Linked DNA regions of Mus musculus: region 2 is linked to region 1. A link is a contact called in public Hi-C data. All regions are on one chromosome and are shown on one strand. Each heading gives the region's core, a stretch centred on a gene start, on an enhancer-like site or on the middle of the called end of the contact. The rest is flanking DNA. Distances are from core to core; before and after follow the strand shown. Region 1 overlaps Serpine2 (serine (or cysteine) peptidase inhibitor, clade E, member 2). Region 2 has its middle 26 kb from the start of Gm38673.

Region 1 (5,068 bases), core at 1,288-3,787:
AGCACGCAACTGGGGTTGGTAATAAAACTACCTCTCTACCAGTCAAGGGTTAAAATACACACCAGAGTACTTTGCATGTCCAAGCTATAGCTCGTCATTGGAAATTGTGTTCTAAATGTAGACGTCAGAGACCTGACCCATTCAAACAATTCTAGGCCTAATGGCAAATACACAAAGAGGATGCTAGGTATGTGTTATGAATAGCTGCTTGGGTGAAGGACAGTCTCAATGAGAGGTATTGAATTCGTTACTTCAGACAAATGGCAAAATACATTTCTGGATACAAGGCAAGCCTACAGTAGTTGCTCTGTGGAAGTAAGCTAAATGTTTGAGAATTCGAAAATCTTAAAGTTTTTTTTTTTTTTTTCCCAAACCCAAGGGGAAAATTTATATTAAAAAAACAAAAAACAAAAAACAACTCAGTCCTAATTAAGAGGCAAACTCAAGGGTTACACAGGTCCTCAGCAGTAGAGCACTTGTCTAGCAAGCACACAGACGTGGGTTCAAGTCCCAGCATCAGGGAAGGAAAAAAAGCCAAGTGTTTGGGTAAACAGGCAATGCAGAAAGAAGTCCTTATCCTGGTGGTCCTTCAGGCCTCAGATGAGATGCAGGAGGAAAGGACGAATGCTAACTGAGCCGTAGGCACTCAACGGCATCCTTTGGCAATGCATCAAACTAAAATTAGCACAGGTTTAGGGCAACATACTCCCGATTTTCCTATTTCTTTTTTTGAGCAAAGAAGGACCTGTAACATTTTCTCAAAATTTACATTTTAAACTTGACATACTTGTTATTTTTGTAAAATTTGCCTTTGATGGCTCAAACATCTCAGTAATGCCAAGGGCTTTCAGTGGCTCCTTCAGATCTGTTTGTGCCACAGCTGTGAACCTACAGGAAAGAGAAAATATAGGGGAGGATTAAAACATGCTATAAATGATTCGAACATGACAAAATCAGGGCATAGTTTGAAACAGGCTCTTTAAGTAAGACCTTGTCGTCACTCTGAACTGCAGCCTGACTTCTAAACCTAACAGTTAAATGCCAGGTAAGTAGACAACTCACCCTCTTCTTACTCACAATGAGCATGGCCATCCAGGTGTGACAAGAAGACCATATCAGATATTTAGCTAAACATTATTGAGTGGCTTTCTAGAAGAGTACATTTAACATTTAAGATGTCTTTACTTTTATCTTTTAAATGTATAAGTATTTTTCCTATATGCATGTATGTGCCTATACATCTGGCCCCAAGGAAGCCAGGAAAGGGCATCAGATCCCCTGGAACTAGAGTTATAGATGGTTGTGTGACACCACGTAGGAGTTAAGGCAGAATCCAGGTCCCTTGCGAGATCAGTGAGGACTCTTAACCATGGAGTCACTTCTTCACCCCCTCAGGAGGAGGACTTCTGATATTTGTAGATTGCTACAAATCTACATTTGTAGATTATTACATTGACTATTCAAGACTTAAAAGTTATTAGGATTCTCTGTTTCCACTGAGGTATGGATAGAAACTCTGGATTGTGGGAAAGCTGGTAATGATGAAAAATTCACAGGAAGGAGACAGATTTCTCCCCCTCCACACACACACACACACACACACACACTGGAGAGAGAAGGTGTTCTTTGAACTGTTAGAAATGATGATGTACACAGAATTGGGTTTGCTTTTGCCCTAGTCTCCAGTCATAACATCAGAAATTCCATCTATAATTTACTTGAGGGGTATAAAAGGAAAGCTGCCTTAAATACTGATGAATACAGTCTCATGGGCCTTGGCCTTTAACAGCTTCCAGTAGGTACCTGAAGGATCAGTGAAGTTTGTTGTCTCACCAAGCTCCTTCGACTACTGTGTTCTAATCCATTCCATATGAAGATATGTATGTATTTTTCAATTCTCCAATGGAAAGAGATATGTCAAAAGTTGTCACAGAGTCATGAAGACTTTGCCCTCATGGGGGTTCTAAGGCCAGGGCTGCCCGCTCTCCTTTAGTATCCTTGTTGTCTCACCACAAACAGGCACTGCAGGGTCTCAGAGAAAGCATTCAGAAAAGACAGCCTGGTTCTCTCTAAAGCACATTTTCCATAAGACCATCTTAGCACCCCGTTTCTAGTATACAATATGACAGCTATCCCCTGAGAAGAACATCCTTTCTTTTTAAGGGAAGGGGCACTCACTTGGGTAGGACCAGCTGCATCCTCTTGGGTACCATGGTGTTCATCCAGCTATCAATGGTCTTGGTAGTGATGTGAGGGATGATGGCAGACAGTGGGGTGGAGCTCTCTGTTGGCAGGGCGATCAGCATGCTGATGCTCTCACCATGGTAGGGCAGCTCAATGAAGTTGTACCATAAGCCATTCGGGGTCCTGGTAGACCCTAAAGAAACCAGAGGCAGATCTAGTTTATGCCTAATGACTTCTGTGGGGGGGAGGGGGGATGGCTGGCGGTCACCAAGGAAGCCGTAGGAGAGAGACAGTAATTCAGCCTGTAAAACTCCCTTTGCTACAAATAGCTCCCTCAGAAGGACAAAGATAAGGACAATGACTTCTTTCTTCCCTGGTGCAGAATTCTCTGTCTTCAGTCTAGACAGAATGCCTCTGGGCACCGCTAAGCTCACTTTCATTCTGCTGAGTTGAATGTAAGTAGACGATTAGACTGTTCGGTACTCGCCGCACAGTTCTTCGTAAGAAGTTAACCTTTATACGAGAAAAAGAATAAATTAAAGCTACTTTTGAGCTTGCTTTGTTTTTTTGTTTTTTTTTTTTGTTTTGTTTTGTTTTGTTTTTTTTTTTACATTCTACTTTGTTTTAGAAAATACATGGTATTGTATTTAAGGTATACAATATGACAGTTAGGGCAGGACACGGTAAAAGCATTTCTACGGTAGAGCCAATTAGCATGCCCATCATTCCTCATAGTTTCCGGTTTTTAAACAAAAAAAGGAGGGAGCTAAGTGAGTGGCCCGGTTTCTTCTCTCTTTCTCAAGTGCAGATGCACTATGACCAGCTAACTCAAACCACTGCCACCACAAATTATAGGTATAAATAGACTATATCCTCAAACCACAAGCCAAAACGAAACCCTTCCTGCCTTTAGCTGCCTTTGTCAGGAATTTTCTTATAGCAACAAGAAAAGGAACTCACACAGCAACAGAGAACGGCCAGAGACAGCAACTGTGCAGTATGACCGCAGAGCAGTCAAAAAGTCCTTGTTGGCATTCTAAACCGATGGGACAATTTCTCAAGTGTGTGTTAAGCACTGAACCTCTAAAGATGAACTCCATGAGCTTGAGGAGGTACCATGTTCTCCCCATGCCATCCGTCTATACAGATGGAAATATCGGAATATTAAAGTATGGACCACGAGGTTGCTGAGATGATCAAATGAAAAAAAATTATAGATGCAGTAGTAACCAGGGTGCCCATGGGGCCCCCCCTTTCTTCCCCTATATGAAGTACAACAAAGAGAAAAGAGGCAACATGTTCGTAGTATTTTCACTCGTTTTTTCTTGGTGGCTGGCCTTGTTTGTTTGTTTTTGAGGCAATGTTTCACTGTATAACAGCCCTGGCTATCCTGGAACTCGCTCTGTAGACCAGGTTAGCCTCGAATGCACAGAGATCTCCCCGCCTCTGCTTCCTGAGTTCTGGGATTAAGAGTGTACACCACTACAAGCTGGAGAATTTTGAACAGGCCACACCTCCAGAGAAGAAGAAAGGAGATCAAAGAAAGAAAGAAGACAGCAAGAGGTAGAAAGTTAGCAAGCCCTGTTCTGTCACAAGCACTTTTAGCTATAAAACACCATCAGCTGAAGGCGCTAGAAGAGCTGCTGCCATCATATTCCAGGGACAGCTGGGATCTCTTCTCCCCAAGCAGAGATTGCACTGGGTTGTAGGACAGCCAAGGAACCCAGTGCCATCGGTCTCAGCTCTGAATTGCTGTGAGCTCACACCAGTCTCGATTCCAGGCCGGGACTACCCAAGAAGCAAAATGAATATACTTCGTCTTTACTTTTAGCCTGAGTGATAAAACGGTCTCAGTAGAAACTGAAAACTCAATGAGAAAGTGGGAAAATACCCCCCACTTCCTAATGAGCCCTTTAATCCTCAAAGAAGACATCAAGTCTCTGGCTCTAATGGGGCTAATTTTTAGAAACTGTGAAATGCAGGAAGTAGTTATTAAATTATTGCTCTGGGGCAGAAAAGGAAGACCTGGAGAGAGCAATTGCTGCAGAAGTGTGTATAATTCAGCTAAGGAGGATGGAAGCTGTGAGTGATGCGAGTATGAGTATGAGCTGGAGTGGGTGGCAGCTGGGGCGGTAAGCAGGCTCACACCCGGCCTTGACTGGATACACCATTACTGACCAGTAGAACCAGCACAGTTAACTATTCTGTGTACTCACACATTCACTGGACGTTTGACCTTTTTCTACCTCTGCACTGGACCCCAGGACTGGGTGACCACTGTCAGCAGGTAGGCTACATCTGTCCATATCCATGCTGAACTTGTCATCTTGAGAAGTCGGGAGATGGATGGAAACCTGTGCTCTCTCTTCCATCCCAGGGACTACAGGACAGCTTCCCCTGCCCCCCCCCCCCCCATAGCCTTTTACAGAGGGCCAATATGAGATTGAGAGCACAGGTTTAAACTGAAGAACCCAGATTCAAAGCCAATCTGTATAGCTCCCTCAGTCAATGACATTAGTAAAACTCAGCATGACAGTACACACATGCATACGCGTGCGCACACACACACACACACACACACACACACACACACTCAGCCCAAGTCGGCACATAGCACCGACTTTCATACTGATGGGAGCAGCTTTGTGGTCACTGACCCATTTCTGAAACACAGTCTTGCTGGAGATTCCAGGCTGACCCCAAGCACGAGATCCTTCTGCCTCAGCTAGATGTGGGGATGACAAAGCACAGGACATGAGGTGCTTAGGTGCCTTACGTCTTGAAGGACTGGTTGGTTACTCCTCAGAGTGTAGACACAGCTGACTTACCATGGGAAACCACACCTGCAGCAGAGGGTGTGACATCTCCCTGTTAGGATAAGTCA
Region 2 (4,630 bases), core at 805-3,304, 600 kb after region 1:
TTTTGAGACAGTTATATCAACAGAATAAAAAACAAACAAACAGGCAGTGATGGCGCACGTCTTTAATCCCAGCACTTGGGAGGCAGAGGCAGGTAGATCTCTGAGTTCAAAGCCAGTCTGGTCTACAGAGTGAGTTTCCAGGACAGCCAGGACTACACAAAGAAACCTTGTCTCGAAAAACAAAACAAAAAACCCAAACAAACAAAAAACAAAAACAAAAACAAAAAACCATGCCCTTTGGTGTTGGCTGGTATTATTATTGGTATTGAGATCCATCCAAGTTGTGTGTATCAATAATTTATTCCTTCTTGTGGCTGAGTAGTACTCTACAGAGTGACTGTACTGCCAGCTCTTGCCTACTTCAAATTAAGTTGCTATGGGGAGACACAAAGAGGTCTGGGGGGGCCCATATATTTCTAGTTCTCTAGGAAAAATGCTAGATTCTATGGTTAAGTGCATGCTTAGTCTTTATTTAAAAATGTAAGTGCTCGGGCTGGTGAGATGGCTCAGTGGGTAAGAGCACCCGACTGTTCTTCCGAAGGTCCAGAGTTCAAATCCCAGCAACCACATGGTGGCTCACAGCCATCTGTAACAAGATCTGACTCCCTCTTCTGGAGTGTCTGAAGACAGCTACAGTGTACTTACATATAATAAATAAATAAATCTTAAAAAAAAAAACATATCTTTAAAAAAAATGTAAGTGCTCTCAGAGTAACCATTTAAATTCATGCTCTGCATTTTTTATTTAATAAGTAGGGTAACTTATCAAGAAACTGAGTACTCGGGAGGCAAAGGCAGACAGGTTTCTATGAGTTTGAGTTCAGCCTGGTCTACAAAGTGAGTTTCAGGACAGCCAGGCCTGTTATACAGAGAAACCCTGTTTTGAAAAAGCAAAGCAAAGCAAAGCAAAGCAAAGCAAAGCAAAGCAAAGCAAAGCAAAGCAAAGCAAAGCAAAGCAAAGCAAAGCAAAGCAAAGCAAAGTAAAGCAAACCAAGCCAAAACAAGCCAAACTAAACCAAACCAAACCAATCAACCAATTGACCAACCAACCAATCAACCAACAAAAGACCACAAAGAAGCTGACTTTTGAAAAAGTCCCTAAATGAGAAAAGCCAATTTGTAGATCTATTTGAAAGCACTCTAACTGTATCCTAGTCCCTTTGTAAGGTGTCATAATAATGCGGAGATACAATAAGATACTAGTACATTACTTATGACAGGCAGCAATGCTCTGTTATATTAGATGGACGGGAACAGGAACAGACACACAAATCAATAGGCCTTCCTTTGTTGAGGTTACTTTATCAACACAGGCACAATTTGTCCTGGCATTTCAGATAACCTTGAGGCACTTCATTGTCACAGGCCACTCATCCTCCAAGATACAGCAACTTTTGAAAGCACTATCTGCTTATTTTTACCATAGTCTTGGGAGCAAGATCTCTTTAGTACTAACTTTTCAAAGGAGACCGCAAAGATAAAAGGTCTCAGAGTGAATTTCAGAGACAGTAGTCAAAGCTACAAGAGAGTGGGAGGGGAGATGTCCCTGGCCTTGGACTCAGTTCTGCCATGCTATTTTTGTTGGCCATTTGACTGGCTCATGATACTTGGTTGCTTTAGGCCTTAGCTGTCTTTTCTATGCAGTGGGGACGTTACTGTTCTCTTTATAGGGTGAATGACATTAAGTGCAATTTTTCCTGTAAACTAGTGGGCCTATAGTGTTAACACCCACAGCTACTATTTCCTTGGGCTTATTACATCCAAGGCACTGTGTTCATCCTCTCTAGGTGCTTAAGGAATAGGACTATGCCCCACTCTCCTTCTAATTTTTGTCTTCCTACTGTCTCCTTATTTTCTTAGAGTAGTAAGTGTGATGATGGCTTACAATTGCATTCTTGCATCTAGCAAAAGCTGTGTGCCAGGTAGAGTTCTAGGTCCTGAGGAAGCAACCTCAAACAGAGGAAGACTAATAAGACATCTGCAGGCAAATAGAAATACTTCTGCATTTCAGACACAGCTGAGTAGAGAAAGAGGAAGCAGGGCATTACGTAGCAGTAGTGGGGTCCAGAAGGGAAGGAGGAGGTAAGGAGAGAAGGCAGTTTGAGGAGATAGTTGATGTGAGGCAATGAGACAATGAATGGGGCTCTTTGAGAAATAACTCAAGAAAGAAACCTGTAAGAATTAGGGCACAAGAGAAAAAACAGTGGCAGAAAGCAGTAGGAAAAGAGAAACAGAGGCAGAATATGGTAGAATGTAGATAAGAATCGTGACCACTTATTAGAATTGTTATGAGGACAATCAAATTGGAGAGGCAGCAATGGGTCCAGCTTATCTTGGAGTCTGGACTCAGGATCCCTTGGATTCTTTCTCATCTGCAACAGTTAGCTGTGGTGTACTGTAATAAGTTTTTAAACCTGTCTCTGCCTCCAAATTGCTTATTACCACTAAAAGTATAATAACATGATGTCCTTCAGATGGTCATTGTGAGAATTCAACAATGTAAGTCATTTAAGTACTGCAAATTGCGACTAGTATTCGCCCACACCACCTTAGGATAGCTGTTGATTAGAGGCACTGTACGGATGCACAACTCTTATGAAGCAAAACGATGCCTGCAAAGTGCTATAAAATCAATAAAATTAGTTGTTTTAAACTTAATCATACCTGATCTGTGCTGATTTTGTCTTTTGGAAACTGTTGCCACTTTACCACGTTAATATTTTAGGACTAAATGATAAAATCCCAACCTTACAGGCCCATGGAAGTGAACCAGGTCAGAGAAATCAATGCAGGGAGCAAGGAGCAGGTAAGTCAGAGTACACAGTCTGATCTGTCTAGACCGGCAGCCGCGTCTTAGCCACAGCAGACTGCTTCAATATCGGCGCTGTCACAGACAAATTCTTCAAGGGAAGCTGAGGAACTGGAATTTTTAGATAAAATTTCAGGTGGTATACATTTTGGCATTTAAGCCACAGAGTTAAAAAAAAAAAAATCTTGCTTCTCCAGGAGATGTGCTTTAGGAAGGTGAAGCCATCCAGGGCCCCCTGCTGAGAAATGCTGATGTTGAGGGCAGCAGATTAGTTGGTGAGATCACTCAGAAATGGGGTTCACAAAAGGCCAATATACACCAGAGGCTGGGTTAAGCACTGGAAGCCCTGGAGTAGGCAGGACCAGGGAAGTTGTACTCATAAGCTGCTCCAAAGTAGGAGGGTGTTAAGAAGGTGGTGGCCTTTGGCCCAACATGACCTAGGTAGACCTGATAACTTCATCTGAGGCTGGTCCCAATGCCACACATGTCTGCATTTTGAATACACAGGTTGTTTTTACTTCAGCAATCAGGTTACACAGAGGCAGTATTGTTAAGTCCCACGGCTTCCTGGGCCCTGAATTACACCTGTTATGCAGAGCTATGCATCATTCGCAGTTAGGCAACTGCTTGCTTTTGTCTTGAGGCTCTTGTGAGCCTGTTCACATTCTGAAAGCAGGAAGACTTCACTAGAGTCAGATAATGGAAGCCCATAGATAAGCTGAATGGGAGAACAGGTGTGCAGACAATGCTGTAGTTCATTAATGGATTGCTCCCATTATCATGCAGCTATTGACTTATAGTTTTCCGAACTCAGCAAGGCCCAATTAAAGCTTCATGATTTTTGAAAAATGATCATCCCTCTATTGGCAGGAAAAAAAAAAGCAAAGAACAATAAAGAGGAAAAAATCATTGATGTTTATTGCTAAAATTGAAAATAAGAGTCAAACCTCAGATATAATTTAAGACTTATAGGACAGTGCCAGTTGGTGAATGATTCTTTTTTTGCTTTGAAACTCTTTATTATTATATATTAGCTGTGCAGATAACTAACTGGTTTTATATTATGATATCTTCTTCCATGCACTGAGTGTGCTCTGATCATATTCACCCTCATTAACCTCCCTGGTTCACCTTTCACTCTCATGGATTTTCTTCCTTTCTCATCTAGTCCCTCATCTACTTCCATGTCCTGTACGTGACCCCAGGACTTTAATCAGATTTGCTTATAGGATCATGGGTGAGAGGTTATTTACAGGAGCACAGGCAAGGCACTACTGAAAAAAAATGTCTCCTCCCCCGTCAGCAACCATTCATGGCTTAGAAAGCCACAGGGATAACTGGGGCCTTCTGAGCCCTTTGCCTCCACAATATAATGTTGATTGGTACAATCTTGTTCCAATTATGGGTGCTGAGAGATTTCATAAGTGAAAGGACCATATCCTTCAACAACACTTCTCTTTCCCCCAGCTTATACCTATTTTTTTGCCCTCCTCTTTCATGATATTCACAGGACCTTTGAGGGGGAAGTACAGACGGTCTCTTTTAGGGACGAGAAGAAAACCACTTCCTAGCAAGGTACCATTTTGTACTGCTAGGGACACTTAGTAATGCTGGAAGACATTTGTGGTTTTTCAGCCTGGGGGAGGAGTTTGCTATTGGTATGCAAGTATAGAGACCAGGGATGTTTCAGGGTATTCTATAATGCATAGGGCAGCTACCACAGTAAAGAATTATAAGGTTAAGTTTGTCATGATGGCAAGTCTAAGAAAACTGCTATAATTTCAAAGGGAAAAATTCACGTGAGCACCATTATGAGAAAGT

What was found. Hi-C and Micro-C count contacts between places; a contact is called where the count stands out from the background.
Region 2: a Hi-C map of bone marrow-derived macrophages shows a contact between it and region 1, with 12 read pairs. The contact joins two enhancer-like sites. A contact is called at or near these places in 2 of 39 promoter capture datasets (hippocampal neurons and liver) and 10 of 484 Hi-C or Micro-C datasets (bone marrow-derived macrophages, cerebellar granule neurons, cortical neurons and 6 more).

What each region holds. Positions count from the first base shown.
Region 1 is chr1:79,800,669-79,805,736 of GRCm38.p6, forward strand. Serpine2 (serine (or cysteine) peptidase inhibitor, clade E, member 2) reads right to left here. Exons shown (of 9, transcript NM_009255.4): 5 at 2,179-2,377; 6 at 788-888. Among named protein-coding and RNA genes, the nearest start is that of Gm39666, 15 kb to the left of the region's middle. Within about 2 kb of position 2,538, at least 19 of the 459 cell types and tissues checked have an H3K27ac peak or open chromatin away from gene starts, as enhancers often do. A contact at or near this core is called in bone marrow-derived macrophages, where this site is marked.
Region 2 is chr1:80,400,132-80,404,761 of GRCm38.p6, forward strand. No RefSeq gene overlaps it. Among named protein-coding and RNA genes, the nearest start is that of Gm38673, 26 kb to the right of the region's middle. Within about 2 kb of position 2,055, at least 59 of the 459 cell types and tissues checked have an H3K27ac peak or open chromatin away from gene starts, as enhancers often do. A contact at or near this core is called in bone marrow-derived macrophages, where this site is marked.